5 separate regions of the Mus musculus genome follow, and all the other regions are linked to region 5. Evidence: chromatin contacts called from public Hi-C, HiChIP or PLAC-seq and promoter capture Hi-C data. All regions are on one chromosome and are shown on one strand. The core of a region is the stretch at or near the end of the contact, and the rest is flanking DNA. Distances in the headings are between cores, read along the strand shown.

Region 1 (3,326 bases), core at 613-3,112, 1.0 Mb after region 5:
TGCCTGGCTCTAACTTTTTTTCCTACAAAGGTCTCTAAGTCAACATCTTGTCATGACCTGAACGGAGGCCTCTGAGAGAACTCCTTGAACTGCTGTAACTGACCATATTGACGTAAGTATGCTGTTTCTGCTGATAATGCAACTGGGAAATACATCGGTGTCCCACAACTCTTGTGTAGATACAACAGGTCACTCTACAGATATCTGAAAGCCACTTCTGCTAACAACGTTGGTTCACCCCAAGGTCTCCAAATGTCATGGGAAGAGAAGCCACAGTCTCTATCTTCAGATTCTGCCCGTTCCTTAAAGTTTTGATGAGCTTACTTCTTCACATAGACATGCTGATCCCACAGACCTTCTGGGTCCATTTGTCTGCGTGGAACGGGTCTCTGGTCACAGGTGGGCAAAAAGTCGGCGAATGACAGACAGACCAACACACGAGATTGTGTAGAATCTGAATGTAATTTGTCAAATTGAGCATCAAACTTTTTATATAGAAGAAAATAGGGAAGTTAGGTGACACATCAGCAAGGTACAAATGAGGTTACCAGATGCTTAAAGACTCTTACACAAAACAGAGGAATGTAAACACAAAGACTGGCAGGAACTGGGCAATAAAACAACTGAGACAAAGTCAGCCCTATCTAAGGTCAGCTATAGTCTCAGAAGCCAGGTGTGAGGTCTTTACACTCCTAGGTCAAGGGCTTTCATACCCAAGTTATGGTTCTAATTAGGGAGTTCTGCTCTAGCTAACGATCTCATGAATAATGCAATATTCTAAAACCACAGCCTGGTCTACTTCCTAAACCATTGTAAATTCCTGTATATGGGAGCAACTTGGCTTTTATTGTAAGTGATAGTGTAGTACTAGAGGCAATTCTGAATGTCACTAATTAGGCAACATTCTTACTGAATTCCAAGCCCATGATCAGCTCAAGGACTTTCTAGGATGTTGGAACACTGGCGAAGGCTTAGCTATGTCAGAATTCAATCTTAAAAGGCACTTATAATAAAATAATACTAAAAGAGAGCATGTGGGTCCATACACCAGACTAACACAGGGATAGGGTATGAGTATATGGGTTAATGAGAATGCCAAGGTTCCAGGAGGTGAATTCCTTTTGAAACTCTATGCCTCGTGAGTGCTCCCAGGCTTCTCAGCCTGTCAAGCAGACTTCACTGGAGTGTGTGTGGCAGATCATCAAGAAACATTGTAATGCAACCCAGAGTGTAGGCACCCAGGCCTTTAATCCCAGCACCCAGAGACAAAGGCAGGCAGATCTCTGTAAATTCCAAGACAACCAAGGCTATGTAGAGAAATCCTGTTTTTAAGAAAAGAAAGACGGAAGGAAGGAAGGAAGGAAGGAAGGAAGGAAGGAAGGAAGGAAGGAAGGAAAGAAGGATGGGAGAGAGAGGAAGAAAGAAAGAGAGAAAGAGAGAAAGAGAGAAAGAAAGAAAGAAAGAAAGAAAGAAAGAAAGAAAGGAAGAAAGGAAGAAAGGGAGGGAGGGAGGGAGGGAGAGAGAGAGAGAGAGAGAGAGAGAGAGAGAGAAAGGAAGGAAGGAAGGAAGGAAGGAAGAAAGAAAGAAAGAAAGAAAGAAAGAAAGAAAGAAAGAAAGAAAGAAAGAAAGAAAACAGAGCTGGGTAGTGGTGGTGCACGCCTTTAATCCCAGCACGCGGGAGGCAGAGGCAGACAGATTTCTGAGTTCGAGGCCAGCCTGGTTGTAGACAGCCAGGGCTACACAGAGAAACCCTGTCTAAAAAAAAAAAAAAAGATTGTAATGTTGGTCAGTGTAGCCTAGACTTGCACAGTTACTCACTCCACCCTTTACGTTAAAGATTGCCACAAGCTAGCATGACCACAAACACCCAAACCACAAACACCCAGAAGGAGAAGAAGGCCTCTATTGTCTGGGGAGATCTTTGTCTCTGACCGGAGATGACTGCATATTTGCCCCGTTAGCCCACCTCACGCTATCACTTTTCCTTCCCTATATTTGTAACTTGAAGCTCCAGACTCAAGAGGTTAATTTGCCGGGAATGGTTCACTTTTGGGTTCTTGGCCAAAACAAAAGGCTCCTTCCTTACCCATTACTCTCTTGAGTCATGGGTCTCATCAAGTGACAGCAGCATTCGTTGGAACTGTTCTGACTCCATCACTCCAGAGAAGTTTGCCAGAGTCCCTATCTCCAGCTCTAGAAAGCCCTGTACAGACTTCCCTAGAGAGTGAGAAAGCATCTAGAAAAGGACTTGTCTTGTTCCAGGGCACTGGCACCATGTGCAGGAGAACAGAGAGAGCTGTGACTGGGAACACTCTCAGACACAGTGGAGGTCATGATGAAGGCATCTGGATAGAGTGAGACATAATGGAGACAGACCGTCATCGGTCAGGTGGCAGAGGAGATTTATAAACCAGGATAGCTAGGGGAAGCCATGTGCGGTGCTGAGAGGACAGCCAACACTGAGCTTGAAGCTTCTTACAAAAGAGCCGCAGTTTTATCCATCATGTACCGACCAATCTATGGGCTAACTGGTGCAAGCATCGATCAGCAAGTCTAGTTCCATGGTTGGCTCTGGACAGGGCTTTGTCACCAACAGCAGACTGTCCTGGTCCACAGATCTGTGCCTCCCTGAGCTGATGAGTATGTGTGAAGGCGAGTGAATTGATTGATCCGGTCTCTAACAAGCAAAAACACTAGCAGGATGAGACGCTCAGTGCTAACCAGAGTTGCTAGAACGTACCATGAAATACCTAGCTGCAACTGGGGACGCTGCAAGAACCGAGGGGCTCCACTGACTTTTTTTTTTTTTTTAAAGATTTATTTTATTTATTTATTTATTATATGTAAGTACACTGTAGCTGTCTTCAGACACACCAGAAGAGGGCATCAGATCTCATTACGGGTGGTTGTGAGCCACCATGTGGTTGCTGGGATTTGAACTTCAGACCTTCGGAAGAGCAGTCGGGTGCTCTTACCCACTGAGCCATCTCACCAGCCCTCCACTGACTTTTATCAAGGAGTTAGAGGTCATTTGCCCTCACCCTCAGCTTTGCCACAGGCAACACCTCTGACTTGGTTACTGTGCGAACTGGTGAGGTAGCAAAAGCTACCGGAGTTGTTTTTCAGAAAGCTAGAAACCACTTTCCTTTATCTCAGACTGGATGAAACCACTCATCCTTCAGTAGCCAGCATCTCCTAGACATGCCCCTCTCAGGAGCCACAATGATCGCAGTCTTCATGCCCTTCATCTCACACCACTAGACTTTAGCCCACTACAAAGAACTTGACATCTGCTTTCTTGTCTGTGTGCCTAGCGAATAACCGTT
Region 2 (3,378 bases), core at 128-2,627, 1.1 Mb after region 5:
AGGCAGCCTTTGCACCAGGTAGCATGATAAGCATCGAGCTGTTTCCTAGTTGTGTTCCTTTGTGCCTCAGTCTTACAATATGGGCATGCTCTCCTCCTGAGCTCTGCAAAGGGAAGGTCCTGATCTCTTACTCTTTTTCCATTGTGCCACACCATCCTGACTCCTTCAGTGCCTGCTCCTGCATATGGCAGAGGGGATCAAGCCAGTCTAACTTCTCAGGATCTGCTTCTCATGGGGCAGACCAGACCTCGCCATTCATGCTGTAAGTCATGTGCCCAGGGAATCAATCATGGGCACTGCCCTATACTTACTAACTGTACTCCTGCCCTCAGCTGCCAAGGCCTCGGGCTCTGGGTCTGGGCCCATTGTTTTCCTCTCCCATTGTGTGCTTTCATCCTTGGGACCAGGTGTATCCAGGAGTTTCTGGCACCATCTTTCAGTTAGTCAATCTTTAACTTCTCTCTTCTGGGTGCAAACAGAGGGGCACAATAGGGGTTCCGAGTCATCACTCTGTGTGGCTCCACTGTGGCGGAGACTTCTTCCCAACAATGATTTGGTTTAGAGAGACTGCCGTTGTACACACTTACATTTTCTACCACAGCTCACACAAAATACCCCAAAGGAGAAAAGCGCAAGGAAACTCCCATAATGCATAGTGAGAATCGTCAAAGATGAAAGTCGAGGATGGTGGAGAACTGTGGTCTGTGATGTCCATGTGCTGGACCTTTGTCAAGTAGCAGTGGCCTCTGTGAGACCCATGCCACCTACCTCACAAACCAAGTGTGAATTTCTTGCATTAGGAGATCTCTTTAACTTCTTCCATATATGGATCCCCAACTTCTCCCTCACTGCACAGCCTCTTTACGAAGCCACTAAGGGAGCCCTGGAAGAGCCACTCTTGTCTCCCAAACCCTTCTTTGTTCCATAAACCTACTTAAGTCCGGTTTTTCACCTGCCTCTTCCATATCTACACAAGCCCTTCTGTCTTTACATACTAACCAAGGACAAACCTTTACTATACTCTGCCAATGGCAGGGGGCGGGGCGGGGGACGACGACACACAAATTGCTCTACAGCCTATATGTAGCAGCCAAACTTCTACACATGGTGACCGAAGGCTGGCCACCTTGCCTCTGGAACTTTGACTGCAACTGTACCACTTACCACTGAGACAAAGAAAATCTGGCTTCACGGCCCCGTCCTCGTTCTCAGTACAGACTTACTCAAAGCTCTCATCAGTCACCATGCTTTCTAAGGCATCCCTATCTAGGGTACGACTTCTCCATGCTTACTTATTAAATCCCAACCTTGTGCATTGTAACCTCCCCGCCTCAGCCTGAAACCTGGCTGCTCAGGTTTCACTGTTATCGGGAAGAGAGCATGTGGTGGAGCCTGCCGCCCTATCATTCTGCCACTCCCACTGCTGCTGCCTGCTGCCTAGCTGTTCCGGAGCCAAACACGTGGTCACCTGCAACTGGACTCGTAGGATGATTTGGCAGGAATGGGCCCCTTCCCCTTCTTCATAACCCAGTGTCTGGAATAGTAAAATCGAACCTTGATCAGACGGTTGTCTTGGTTCCATCTATCTCGCGCCGCCTAGCCCCCTCTTCTCTTCCAGATTCCAAGATGCCTTCCAGACTAGAACCCAGACACGTGGGCCGCTGGCCGGCCGCAACAGTACATGAACAGTGCATCATCCCTCATCCCCACAACACTCCTCCCTACGAACTCTACATCCTCAAATCTCCTTCAACATTGCTCATATCTTAGATTATCCCCTGCAAAAGGCCCCAGACTGGTAACTCCCTAGAACAAGCTCCTTACAGAGTATGATATGCTGTACTTCAAAGGGACCCACCCTCCCCCCTCCCCCCCTCCCCCCCTCCCCCCCCCACCCGCAAGCCTACAGACCAGAAGCCACATCCTCATACCCACACAACTTCCCAATAGCAGAACGAATTGTTCTTACGTGGGTTCTTGAAAGCACACTTGTTTCCAACCTTACAGCCAACATATACACTGACTCCCAATATATCTATAATATATAATACATTCTCTCCAATATCTTAATCTTGAAAGAAAGGAGTTTCCTAACCAGGAAGGGAACTTACCACAACCGAGAATCTCCTGAGAAACAAGACTCTGAGCACAAGGCTGTTCAGGTTCTGTGAAAGTCAATGAAGGGGTTAGCTAAACTGGTTGATGTTGGAACGACCCACTGTCAGCAGTACTCTTCCCTGAGCTAGAGATTCTGGACTGTCTAGAACCAAGAATGTGAGCTGGGCACTGGCTTGCTTACATTTGTTATTCTCTTCTACTGACTGTGGACATAATGTGACCAGATTGTTTCAAGCTCTGGGTGCCTTGACTTCCCCATTGTGAAGGACTGTAGCCTGGGACTGTGAACCAAGATGAACCCTTTTGTCCTTGAGTTGTTTCTGTCGGGATATTTTATCACAGACAAAATTTAGCGCTGGGTAGTAACTTTTTCTTCGCCATATGTCTTACTTAGGGTACTACTACAACGAAGAAACACCATGACCACAGCAATTCTTATAAACAAAGACATTTAACTGTGGCTGGTTCACAGCTCAGGGGTTTGGTCCATTATCACCTTGGCAGGAAGCATGGTGGCTTGCAGGCAGACATGGTGCTAGAGAGGTAGCTGAGAGTGCTAAATCTTGATCTTTGGCCAGCAGGAAAAGACTGTGTCACTAGGTCTGGCTTGAGCTTCTGAGCCCTCAAAGCCCACCCTCTAGTGACACAACTTCCTCCAACAAGGCCACACCTTTGTATAGAGCCACTGCCTATGAGCCTATGGAAGCCATTTTCTTTGAAACCACCACAAGGTAGAATTTGGGATTTTTTAAAGATTATTTTTATGTGTAGGACTATATTGATTGTCTATATGTCTGTGTACCTTGAGTGTGCCTGCTGCCCAGAAGTGGACATCAGATCCCCTGAAACTAGAGTTACAGACAGTTGTGAGCCTTCATATGGATTCTGGGTCCTCTGCAAGAGCAGCAAGTGCTCTTAACCACTGAGCCATCTCTTTGGCCCTTGATTTGGGGTCTTTCTTCTCTTTACTTTAAACAGGGTCTCATTTTGCAGCCCAAGCTAGCCTCTGACTCGCTATTATCCTTGCTCAACCTCCCAACTGCTAAGATGATCAGACTGAACTATAGCCCCGGCTGTCCTGCAACTCACTCTGTAGACCAGGCTGGCCTCGAACTCAGAAATCTGCCTGCCTCTGCCTCCTGAGTGCTGGGATTAAAGGCGTGCACCACCACACCTGGCTCTTTCTTCCTTCCTTCCTTCCTTCCTTCCTTCCTTCCTTCCTTCCTTCCTTCCTTCCTTCCTTTCTCTCTCTCTCTCTCT
Region 3 (3,657 bases), core at 108-2,607, 1.1 Mb after region 5:
GTGGGGGCCAGACCAGCGGCAAGGTAGGTTGCCCAGCCCCTGCCTCCAGCCACAACCAGTAGATCCCCGCCAGATTCTATCCTGGGGGTAGGGGGCTTCACCCTCGGTGCTCTCTCCCCAGCAATCTCTGACCTCTGACCTCTGACTCCCATCCTCTAGCCCTTCCTACTCATCCTGATCCTGTCCTGGATGCTGTCATTCTCTGAGCACTCTCCGTTTCCAGGACTCTGCGCCTAGTCACCCTCTGTTAATGTCTTTAAGAGTCCAGGACTCTTAAAGGGCCTGGTGTGGGACAGAGAGCTCAGGCTGAGCCCAGGGACTAGATTTTAGAAAAGTACAGCCCTTAGGATAGAGACCCAGGAATACTTAAGGGAAGTCCCAGGGAACGTGAGGCAACTTGTTCCCATACGCCAACTTTCCTAGTTTTGTCTTTTAACCTTCCCAATCTACCTAGATGGCCGGCCTAACTCACAGCATGCTAGCCTACCTGACAGGGGTGCTTGGGAGACCTTCTAGGAACAAGCTTTGGTGCCCCTCACTTCCAGTCTCCCCGCTTTCTCTAGCCCAGCTCTCCCCCCAAACCTCCTGGCCCCCCAGCCTGGCAGGTGCTGACATGAGCCTAGGCCCCTCTGAGTCAACCCCCTGGGGCAGCCCCGCCTGCCAGCCATGACTCAGATGTTGGGAACGGGGCCTCCCACCCCAGGCCTGGGGGGCAGAAGCTGGGGAGAGATGCCAGAGAGGGCCAAGCAGCCCTTCTGAAGCCTCTGTACAGGTAGAGGCTGGGGTGAGTTTCCAGATTCGCAGGTCAGGGGGTGGACATATGTCTACCTCACTGGGCTCTCTTATTGAGTTGTCAGGCCCAGGTTTAGGGCCATCATGGTACTGCTCTTGACCCTAAAACTCTAGCACTCAAGTTCTTTATCCTCTATCCGGACTCTGTAAACCTGAAACTGTGTCTGGATGCCAACCCTGCTGGGACCTCAACAAGCCTGGGTCCAGCTGTCTTGGAAGCTGCTTGGTCTTTGGTACTCTAGAGCTCCCAACCCCCCAGGCTGGGACATTCCTTCTCATATGGCTTGTAGTGACAGGCTCCCACAGGCTCCCTGCCCTACTCTCAAACTGAGAACGCTGGCACCCATGGGGTTTGGTCTGGACTTGGAAGACTGAGAGCAAGTAGAACCCACGTTCCTGTGGCCCTGGGACAGGAGGAAAGGGAAGGCCAGGCGACTTGAGGACACGCAGGGCCAGTTCTTCCGCCCAAATTCCACCTTAAGCAGGCAGAGGCCCCTCCCTCCCACCTGGCCCAGGTGTCCCCGCCCCCAGCCAAGCTCTGGGCTGGGCGGGCGGGCGGGCGTCTGTCTATGAGAGCCAGCCAGGAAGAGACTCTGGAACCGGGCCTCGAGGGACAAGACCGGGAGAGGCCCAGGACAGGTGGGCTGGCTAGTCGCCCCTGTCACTATGCAGGAAGGTAACTTCCTGCTGTCTGCCCTGCAGCCTGAGACTGGTGTTTGCTCCCTGGCTCTGCCTTCGGACCTACAGCTGGATCGCCGGGGTGCGGAGGGACCGGAGGCTGATCGACTTAGAGCTGCCAGAGTCCAGGAGCAAGTCCGAGCCCGCCTCCTGCAGCTGGGCCAGCAGTCGCGGCACAATGGGTCTGCTGAGCTTGATGGCTCCGCGGAGAGCGCCAGAGGTAGGCCAACTTTGGGTATGGTAGGCGACAGAGGGTAATGAAGTTGGTAGTGGTGACAGTGGCCGGTGGAGGTGGCCAGGGCAGGAGTGGTGGTGCCAGGGGCAGAAGCCGTCCAAGCTCGGGGTTCAGGCTTTGACTCACCTTACAGAGGCCTGTTCTGAGTCACTGCCCCGCCCCAGCAGGCATAGGGAGTAGCCTGGGTGGGGCATCTCTCCTTCCCCAGCCGGGACAGGGGTCCTGGGGCTGGGCCTACCCACTCCCTAAGTTGGAAAGACTTGGAGGCACAAGGTGAGCAGCCAGGCCCACCTGTCGGCAAACCCCCAAACACATTCCCTCCCAGCACCACAGAACACAGGCATACTTGAGGTCTCAGAGAGGCCAGAGTGCCTCCTGACCAAATGGTAACAGCATGTGAGAGAGGGGTGATCCTGGATAGAGCCCAGGTCTGTCTGGAGCAGGGGCTCCCTGAGGAATTGCAGAACTGGGCCTACCAGGAGTGACCCAGATACACTTCATGAGAATAGCCCAAAGGGTACTCCTCAGGGGCAGTGTGTGTGTGTGTGTGTGTGTGTGTGTGTGTGTCTGTGTCTGTGTCTTTGTGTGTGTTAGAGGGTCACTCAGACAGGCTGGGCTCAAGGCAGTCACTCCAGAAACATCCTTTCCATACCTGCCAGGCTACAACAACAGGAATTAAATTTAGCCAGTACAATGAACCTCTGTTCGGAGGTCCAGCCCTCAGTTCTCAGTGGTCCCATGATGTCTGGCCAGAAGGAGAGGGTTGTCTGGCAGAAGGGCAGGTCAGGAGCTGGATTGCTGCCTAAAATCTGAGCCTAAGTCTTTCTGGAGCCAAGTTGATGCCCAGGGGTCATGGGGTGGGGGAGGGTACACGGAGGGGTTAATTATCACTTGGCTACCCTGCCAATTAGGGGGAGGAGGATAGTAATTTGAGGGTGGGCGTAAGGTCCCCAGGCTGGGGTGTGCCCCCTAGGCTGGCCCTCACTAGCGTCAAAGGGTTAACAGCCCCTGCCCAGAAGCCTCATTAACCTGGGTGGATCTGGGGAACATCAGACTGTCCTCCCCCTGAGCTGAATGGGAAGGAGCGAAGGAAGGCCCCTTCCCCACACCAATACTGACCTCTGTAGCAGGTGCTCTGCTCAAAGGAGTGCTTCCCAAACCCAGAGGAGCCTTGGCAAAGGCTGAGTCCACCCAAAGCCTGCCACTGTCACCATCAACTCTTGGATGATGTTTCCTGTGTGGCCTCAACTCTGCCTCGCCTACCCTGCACCATTCTCTCTGTTCATTCTGTTGCCTGGTGGTTGTTTTGTTTGTTTTGTTTTATTTTGTTTTTTAAAGATTTACTTATTTTATGTATGTACACACTGTAGCCGTCTTCAGACACATCAGAAGAGGGCATCAGATCCCATTACAGATGGCTGGGAGTCACCATGTGGTTGCTGGGAATTGAACTCAGAACCTCTGGAAGAGCAGTCAGAGTTCTTAACCACTGAGCCATCTCTCCAGCCCCAGTTACCTGTTTTCTATAGACCCATGTGATGCTCTTTCACCTCCTTCTCCCCTACCAATGCAGTCATCCACCTGTCATTCCAAACTTCTGACCAGACCCTAACCATACCCCAACCTCCATCTTTCTGTCTACTGACCACAGAGCTGGACTGTCTCCCTGTCCTCAACTATGTGCAGCTGGATGGGGTAGGTGTGGTGCCTGCCTTGGGCTCTACCAGGTGGTTCTACCAGTGCCGATCTGAGCAGACTGAGCCAGAGAGACTGTATCCTTGGCCTGTACAATGTCACTCCCTCGTGACTGTAGTACAGACACAGTCTGGGCACAAGAGGAGCTCACGGTGGGTTTAAGCAGGTTGAGCTGGCTTCCTGGAAGGGCCAGATGCTGTGCTCTGCCAGGGATCTGGGCAGCTAATGGAGACCCTGGCATCTTCTCCAGGCAGCCC
Region 4 (3,520 bases), core at 375-2,874, 1.1 Mb before region 5:
ACGTCTTCACACTAAAGTGGGTACTGTGGCCCACACCTTTAATCCCAGCACTAGGGAGGTGGAGGCAGGCAGATCTCTGGGAGTTCACTGAGAGTGAGACCCTGCCTGGGGGGGGGGAGGGGAGTTGACACTAAAGCATTCATTTTAAAGGTTTGGAAAGCCTCTCTCTCACGTTTACTGACATGCGTTTTACCTGGTGAACTCTTGCTTCAGAGAGTACAAAGGTCAACAGGATCCTCCTCCAGTCTCAGGGCCTGAGACTCAACTCAGACTCAACTCAGGCCCACCAGGTAGCTCTCAGAAATGGACAATGGCACATAGCACCCAGGCTGGCCTTGCAAAACTAGCAGCTGTCTGCGCAGTGCTAACAGTCTGTAAAGGCTGATGCTGGGAGAGCCTTTCTGTTATTTGTGAGACAGGGTCTGGCTACAGAGCCCCGAACTAGCCTGGTACGACTGTGTAGTCCAGGCTAACCTGGAATTTGTCAAGACTCAACTTCACCCACCCCATGATGGGATTTTAGGTGTGTCACCACACCCAGCCTCACTTCCATTTTAACCTACAATCTACTTCACTGCTTGCAGTGAGCCTACTGAACTAAATTATAAGCACTTTACCCTCCTTTTGAGCTGTTGTAGCTCTCTTCCACACTACCTCCAGCCATACCCCCTCTCTGTTTTTCTCTTTGTAGACTTGGCTGTCCTGAAATTCACTCTGTAGACCAGGTTGGCCTCGAATTTACAGAAATCCCCCTGCCTCTGCCTCCTGATTGCTGGGATAAAAGGTTTGTGCCACCACTGTGCGGCTATCCCACCTCTTAACTCTAAAACCTGACAGAGGTCTGAAACCCTGTATCCTCCTCTTCCATCAGGAAGTGGCAACAAAGCAAGCCAGGGGTAAAGATTGGGGGAGAGGGGACACAGCGGCAAAGCCTGTTAATTCCAAATTCCAGCTACTCTAGAGGCTGAACCAGGAGGATCACAAGTTCAAGACCAGTATGTCTTAAAGCAATAAAATGAAAACTGGTAGTGTTGCTCGGGAAATGAGCACTTACCCAGCACGTTCAGATCTGGTTCTGTCCCCAGTACCAAGTAGGAAAAGTGAAAGGCACTACAGTCATAAATATTAATGACTTCAATCAAAGCACTGAAAATTCAACTGCAACCTCTAACTCACTTAAGCAACTCTGAACAAGGGGACGCCAAGGGCCTGAAATCTGAGCTACTCGGGAAGCTGAGGAAGGAGGATCGCAGAGTTCGAGGCTCCCCTGACCTACAGAGTCTGAAAATACAGAACTATGACAGTGTGAAGAACAGAGCAGGAAAGAAAGACCCGGCCTGCCTGTGAAGGTACTGTCTGTAAGATGCCCCGAGGCTCACCACCCAGCCCCGGCTGCACCGAACTGCATCGCGGCCTCCACTCACCGCACCCCAGCCCGCGACCCTACCGCCTCCGCGGCCCCTCTCGGCCCACTGCCTCACCCTGCAGGTTCTCCTCCCCGCTCTGCGACATGGTGGCTCGGCAAAGGAGCCCGAACCCAACTGCGACAGGCCTGGGAGGCGGTCACCGAGAGGTAGCAGGGGCAGCCTGCGCCGCTCAGTTCTGAGGCCAGGCGACACTGGACTGAGGGACAAGGGGCGGGGCGGGGCGGGACGCACGCGGCGGCGGAGCCCATTGGCTGGGGGGCGGGGCCTGCAGGTGGGGGAGGAACGCGGGGGAGCGTGTGGCACGTGCGGCGCGTGCGCCGGCATGGGCGGGGCCTGAGGCAGGAGTGCGCGGGAGGGCGGCTGTTTTTAAGGTCTAATGCAGAAGTGGACCGGGGGCTGTGCCTGAGGCTGGAGTAACTGGGACCTAGGCGGGTAGGGAAGAGTCTGGGGGCGGGGCTCGAGGTCTGAGCCTTGGGACTCCGAGGTGCGCGCATTGCAGAGGCCAAGAGGCGGGTCTTGAAGCCAGGCTGGAGGTGGGCAGACGTGGGCGGGCTCCGAGATAGGCGTGGCATGAGGACGTGCGGCCAGGTTTTTGGGCGTCTGGCCTTGGGTGCTGAGTTTGCCCCTCCTGCTCGCGGTTGACCCATAGTTCCCCAATCTCCTCCGGAACCTGCGAGCGCCAGCAATGGGAGCACACATGGTCTCGCTGTCTCTATGCACGCTTACAGATAGTTTTTTAGGTTGCATCTTTAAGAAAAATGCAGTCCGGGAGTGCTTATGTATAACTCTAGTCCCAGCCCTGGTTCGTGGCCAGGCTGGGCTGCACTGTATGAAGCTGTTTACAACAAAGCAAAACAAAAAATTTGCCAGTATTCTACTGCAGCATCAATGGCGAGTTGGGTAGTGCTGTGGTATGCTGCATGCGAGAAAGGACGGCATTTTTGGACAGGAACGGTTGGAGAGACCTTTGGAGGGCCAGTTTTGAGGATTCTGCATCCTCCCTGTAACCTACCCAGTAGCTTCTCTGTACTTGGAGGTTGGAATTCCCTCTTGATACAGTTCTGGGATAGAGAAGGGGCTTGTGAACCTCAAAAGAAGCTATCTTAGTAGCAGTGGGTCAGGTCACTAGAAGCAGCTTCATTTGGTGTTTTGTTTTTTCCCAGACAATGTCATAACCGAGGCTGGCTTTGAATTGGCTGTGTAGCAAAAGCTAACCTTGAATTTCCGATCCTACTGCTTTCGCCTCCTGAGAGCTGGGATTATAGCTATGCAGCCTTGATTTCCGTTTGTTTTGTTTGGAGTGCTAAGGTTATACGAGGGCCTTGCACATGCAAGTTCACTGCAGCTGAGCCATGTCACCAGACTGAATCTGATGTCTTTTTTTAGACAGATTCGCTTTGTAACCTACTCTGGTCTTAAACTTTTTTTCCTGCCCCAGCTTCCCAGTGGTTCCACCACTCTTAACTGAAAGCTTGCTTTCTTACAGTGCTCGGAGCTCTAGCCTAGGGCCTTCAGAACAATAAACAGATTCTCTGCTACAGACACCAAACCTTTGTCTCAACCCCCCAGGTGCTGGGATTACAGACATACTACCACACCTAGCAAGAAAAAAACAGCTGTGGTCCTGCTTGGTGACAGACTCTGTGTCCAGCAAGAAACAGCTGTGGTCCTGCTTGGTGATAGCCTCCGTGTCCAGCAAATCCAAGGGTTCAATCCCCAGCTTGCATAGATATGTGTGCCTGAATGACAAAGGGAAAGAGAAGGGTCTGGGAATTCTCTACACCAGTCTACTAAGAAAAGGAAAAACGAAAATGTGGATTTGAAGGGGTTAGGGATGTTATAAGTAGAAATTTATGTTTATCCTTTTTTTTTCTTTTTTTTTCTTTCTTTTTTTTTCTTTTTTTTTTTTTTAATGGTTTTTCAAGACAGAGTTTCTCTGTGCAGCCCTGGCTGTCCTGGAACTCACTCTGTAGACCACGCTGGCCTCGAACTCAGAAATCTGCCTCTGCCTCCCAAATGCTGGGATTAAAAGCGTGCACCACCACTGCCCGGCCCTTTTTTATTTTCTATGTATGTATGTATGTGTGTGTGTA
Region 5 (3,269 bases), core at 74-2,573:
ATGGGGTGCTCTATCAGGCCATGTTCTCTGCATTCATTCTCATCTCTCTACTGGCTTGCCCTCGGTAAATCCTGTTGAGACAGCTCAACAGTACCTGGAAACCTGCAGCTGGGCCCTCTCAGCATGATCATCTCCCTTGAGGTCTCTTTTCATCTCTTCCCTCTCAAACATAAGCCCATGAGATTAGACCCAGGCCTGAGCCCAGCAATGTTTCTATTCCAATCTGAGCCAGTCTTTTGGGGGTGCCCACACAGGTTCTCCACCTTGCTCTGCTCAGACACTTCCCGAGGGCCCTCTGTGATTGGACTACATCAGACATATCTGCCCGACTCTGTCCTTGAGATCACTTATTATACACAGGCAGAGTCTTGTCTGAGGACATTTGGGGAGGTGAAGTAAAACTCTACTGATCCGTAAGGGAGCAGGCTAGCTGATAGGCTGCCCTAGCACCCCCAGGAGTGGTACTAGGGGTACTAGTGCCCTAGTACCCCTGGTTGTGGTACTCTTCTATAGGCAAGGACCCACAGTTAGGCAGTCAGAGACCCATGGCTGGAGAGAGCATCCCGGGGTCAACCTAGGTGGGCTGAGCTCCCAGGCCTTGCCTGTTGAGAAGGCTCCAGTTGCTCAGCTTCTGGTCTGTACTGCAGGCTGGGACGTAGCTGTGCAAGTCCACCAGCCGAGGGCGGAAGTGCTTCACAATCTCGGCCACCAGCACTGTGGGAATGCGAGGGGAACTTGGCTTGCCTGGTCAAGACCCTGGGTTGCAACTGTAATCCCTGACCACATGAGATGCATGGAATGGAGTGGGAAGGACACGAGCTTTTCCTGGGGAGCCCATAATTGTCCCCGAGTCTGGCACGGCACCTAGACTCCAGGTCAGACCAAGTGGTAGGATGGCCTGGGAAGCTAATACAGCGTGAGAGCCCAGGGGGAGCTGGAAGAGCCACAGGAGGCCCTGTTTGCTACTACCTTTCCTAAGGAGCACGAGTCTGGACTCAAGAACCGCTCCGTTCCCCCAACACCCACACCCGTACTAGGGGGCTGGAGGCAAGGGTGGCCCTCAGCTTTGAGTCCTCTTCATCATCCGCCCCATAGCGCCTCGCCCTCACTCGCACCACCATCACTGAAGTCCCGAGCCAAGTGGCGCTTGGGGCGGCTGAGTGGGAGCCGGTCCAGCCAGGCGCAGAGGTTATGAATATCCCCAGGCGTTGGCAGGAACGAAGCTGAGCTCGGCTTGGAAGCACTGAGCATGGCAGAGAAGTGGGTGTGCAGCAGAGAAACACAGCGGAAGAAACCTGGCGGGTTTGGACCGTTGCTGGGAGACGCGGCACAGCCGGAAGGGGCGGGGCCCTAACCGCGCTGGTCCCTCCCTCGATCCCAGGAAGGATTGGTCCTCCTGCACGCCCAGAGATCGGGCTGAATCAAGGTGGATGGTTAAAAAACGAAGGGAGATGGTAGGTGAAATTGTTTGATCTGGTGTAATAAAAACAAACTGCCATGTAGAATGTGATCTATAATCTATTGATAAAATAGAATCTTTATTAGTGAATAGTGTTTAGTCATAATTTCAACAACTAATCTGTTTCAATCCGGAGATGACGGCAACTTCTTGTCCCAACACCCCAAGAACGACGTCTTTTCCTTTCCTAAGTCTCATACACGAGTGGGATGTAGATACAGGAACTGTGCCTTGGAGAGAGGTCACTGTGTGAGGGCCAGTGCAGAAGTTGCTGGGAGGGGACTCCTGGCATTCTGTCCACCCAGAGACAGACAGACTTGATCACGCCCACTGCAGGGTACACCGCCCCTGCCTAGCAACTAGCATACGCAGATGTATGGTCTAAGCTGGCCAAGGCCAGTGAGAGGCCACTGGTTCATGAGGGCATCTGGACAGCAAGAGCCACAGAAAGATTATTCCTGAGGTAGGAACAGCGTGTGCAGGTCCAGCCTGGGTGGTGGTTGTGGTGTTGCTGAAGGAACACATTTATAGGAGCAGTGGTATCTCCAAACGTCCACAAACGATGGCCCTGGGGTGCCCTAGCTGGTCACCTCTTCTGGATGGGGACCTTCAGAGCAACCTTTGGCTCACCAGCTCCCTGCCAAGAAAAAAAGGAAATCGATATTAAAGAGGACCTGATAAGAGAGAGGTCCAGCTGAAAATACCCATTGCCAGTTCTTTAAATTTAGACTTCCACTTCCCCTAACAACAGAATGGGCCCGACCTCACAAGATGACTGTACTAGCATTTCATATATACTGTAGACTAGCCATATGAAAAGGAAAATTCCATAGCCCCCGAAAGCCGCAAGCACTGGAAAGTTCTGGCAAATTATAAAGCAGACATCAAGCCTGTTATTGAGGATTTTTTTTTCTTTCTTTTTTTTTTTTTTCAAATGTCACTAAAACTTACCAGCTAAGAAAATGAAAACAGCCACTCACCCTCCGAAACAGTGCCACAGTCAGCAGGAGGGTTCCTGCAAGATGGACTCCCCCTTCCCCTTCCCCTTCCCCTTCCCTCTGAGGCTCACCTGAGTTGCTCCAGGCACCGTCCCTCCAGTCCCGGGCTTGACTGGTGGTGTCGGGGGTGCAAAGGTTGGCTTGACCTGGGAGGAACCAGACACAGCTGACTGAGAGCATCTCCTAAGTAGGCCAAGTACGGCCCTTAGCTTCATCCTGAGGCTGTCCTGCTCAGCTCCAGCCTAGCCTGGAAGGCTTCTGTCTGCACGCAGCTCAGTAGGAAACATCTGCATGGCCTCACCGCTAGGAAGATAAAGCCCGAACCTGGCAGAGCTCCTCTTCTTGGCTAACTGTCCCAGCCAATCATCTTGCGGCCTCCCCAGTATCCCACACATTGCCCTGAAGCTTTCAGAACATGGGTCTTTAGAAGCTCAAAAGGAAAGAATTAACTAGGAAAACCCGTTTTGTTTCCACATTGTTAAAGAGGATGGTAACATGGCATGATGGGCTTTAGACACATTTTTCCCTCCCCCCCCCCCCCAGCTTCCTTTCATCCCTGCCCAGGATTCCCGTACCCTGCTCCGTTCTGCCTGCCGGGACTGTGACTAGGATGACATTTTCTTCCTTTTCTTTCTTTTCCTTTTGTTTTGTTTGAGACAAGGTTTTTCTGTATATCCCTGGCTATCTTGGACTCACTCTGTAGACCAGGCTGGCCTTGAATTCAGAGATTCAATGGTCTCTGCCTCCCAAGTGTTGGGATTAAAGGGATTTTTCAGCTCTTATATAAGTCTGAAATTAGTCCCTGGCCGGAC

The links. Promoter capture Hi-C pulls out the DNA fragments that hold promoters and counts their contacts. Hi-C and Micro-C count contacts between places; a contact is called where the count stands out from the background. HiChIP or PLAC-seq counts read pairs in DNA pulled down with a chosen protein or histone mark.
Region 1: a Hi-C map of bone marrow-derived macrophages shows a contact between it and region 5, with 11 read pairs. The contact joins the enhancer-like site here to the promoter of Spef1l in region 5. A contact is called at or near these places in 2 of 39 promoter capture datasets (hippocampal neurons and pre-B cells), 1 of 484 Hi-C or Micro-C datasets (bone marrow-derived macrophages) and 2 of 115 datasets of contacts at active chromatin or transcription factors (bone marrow-derived dendritic cells and pancreatic cancer cells).
Region 2: a contact with region 5 is called in an H3K27ac HiChIP or PLAC-seq map of extraembryonic endoderm stem cells, with 5 times the contacts expected there. The contact joins the enhancer-like site here to the promoter of Spef1l in region 5. A contact is called at or near these places in 7 of 39 promoter capture datasets (HPC-7-derived erythroid cells, cranial neural crest, embryonic stem cells and 4 more), 3 of 484 Hi-C or Micro-C datasets (bone marrow-derived macrophages, cortical neurons and peritoneal macrophages) and 5 of 115 datasets of contacts at active chromatin or transcription factors (acute myeloid leukemia, astrocytes, bone marrow-derived dendritic cells and 2 more).
Region 3: a promoter capture Hi-C map of hippocampal neurons shows a contact between it and region 5, with 4 times the contacts expected there. The contact joins the promoter of Pkp3 here to the promoter of Spef1l in region 5. A contact is called at or near these places in 3 of 39 promoter capture datasets (cranial neural crest, embryonic stem cells and hippocampal neurons) and 5 of 115 datasets of contacts at active chromatin or transcription factors (embryonic forebrain, embryonic hindbrain, embryonic stem cells and 2 more).
Region 4: a contact with region 5 is called in a promoter capture Hi-C map of liver, with 2.5 times the contacts expected there. The contact joins the promoter of Bnip3 here to the promoter of Spef1l in region 5. A contact is called at or near these places in 2 of 39 promoter capture datasets (liver and neutrophils), 1 of 115 datasets of contacts at active chromatin or transcription factors (pancreatic cancer cells) and 1 of 9 other capture datasets (adipose tissue).

What each region holds. Positions count from the first base shown.
Region 1 is chr7:140,980,044-140,983,369 of GRCm38.p6, forward strand. No RefSeq gene overlaps it. Among named protein-coding and RNA genes, the nearest start is that of Ifitm1, 14 kb to the left of the region's middle. Within about 2 kb of position 1,863, at least 81 of the 459 cell types and tissues checked have an H3K27ac peak or open chromatin away from gene starts, as enhancers often do. A contact at or near this core is called in bone marrow-derived dendritic cells, bone marrow-derived macrophages and pancreatic cancer cells, where this site is marked.
Region 2 is chr7:141,036,879-141,040,256 of GRCm38.p6, forward strand. No RefSeq gene overlaps it. Among named protein-coding and RNA genes, the nearest start is that of Ifitm6, 22 kb to the left of the region's middle. Within about 2 kb of position 1,378, at least 29 of the 459 cell types and tissues checked have an H3K27ac peak or open chromatin away from gene starts, as enhancers often do. A contact at or near this core is called in embryonic stem cells and extraembryonic endoderm stem cells, where this site is marked.
Region 3 is chr7:141,078,412-141,082,068 of GRCm38.p6, forward strand. It overlaps Pkp3 (plakophilin 3), which reads left to right and starts at 1,358. Exons shown (of 13, transcript NM_019762.2): 1 at 1,358-1,690. The coding sequence starts at 1,459.
Region 4 is chr7:138,907,882-138,911,401 of GRCm38.p6, forward strand. It overlaps Bnip3 (BCL2/adenovirus E1B interacting protein 3), which reads right to left and starts at 1,625. Exons shown (of 6, transcript NM_009760.4): 1 at 1,482-1,625. The coding sequence starts at 1,512.
Region 5 is chr7:139,977,432-139,980,700 of GRCm38.p6, forward strand. It overlaps Spef1l (sperm flagellar 1 like), which reads right to left and starts at 1,324. Exons shown (of 7, transcript NM_001033465.3): 1 at 1,116-1,324; 2 at 603-714. The coding sequence starts at 1,251. Adam8 (a disintegrin and metallopeptidase domain 8) reads right to left here. Exons shown (of 24, transcript NM_001291066.2): 23 at 2,529-2,603; 24 at 1,501-2,096. The coding sequence ends at 2,046. Gm16201 (a long non-coding RNA gene) reads left to right here. Exons shown (of 5, transcript XR_389973.3): 5 at 1-1,549.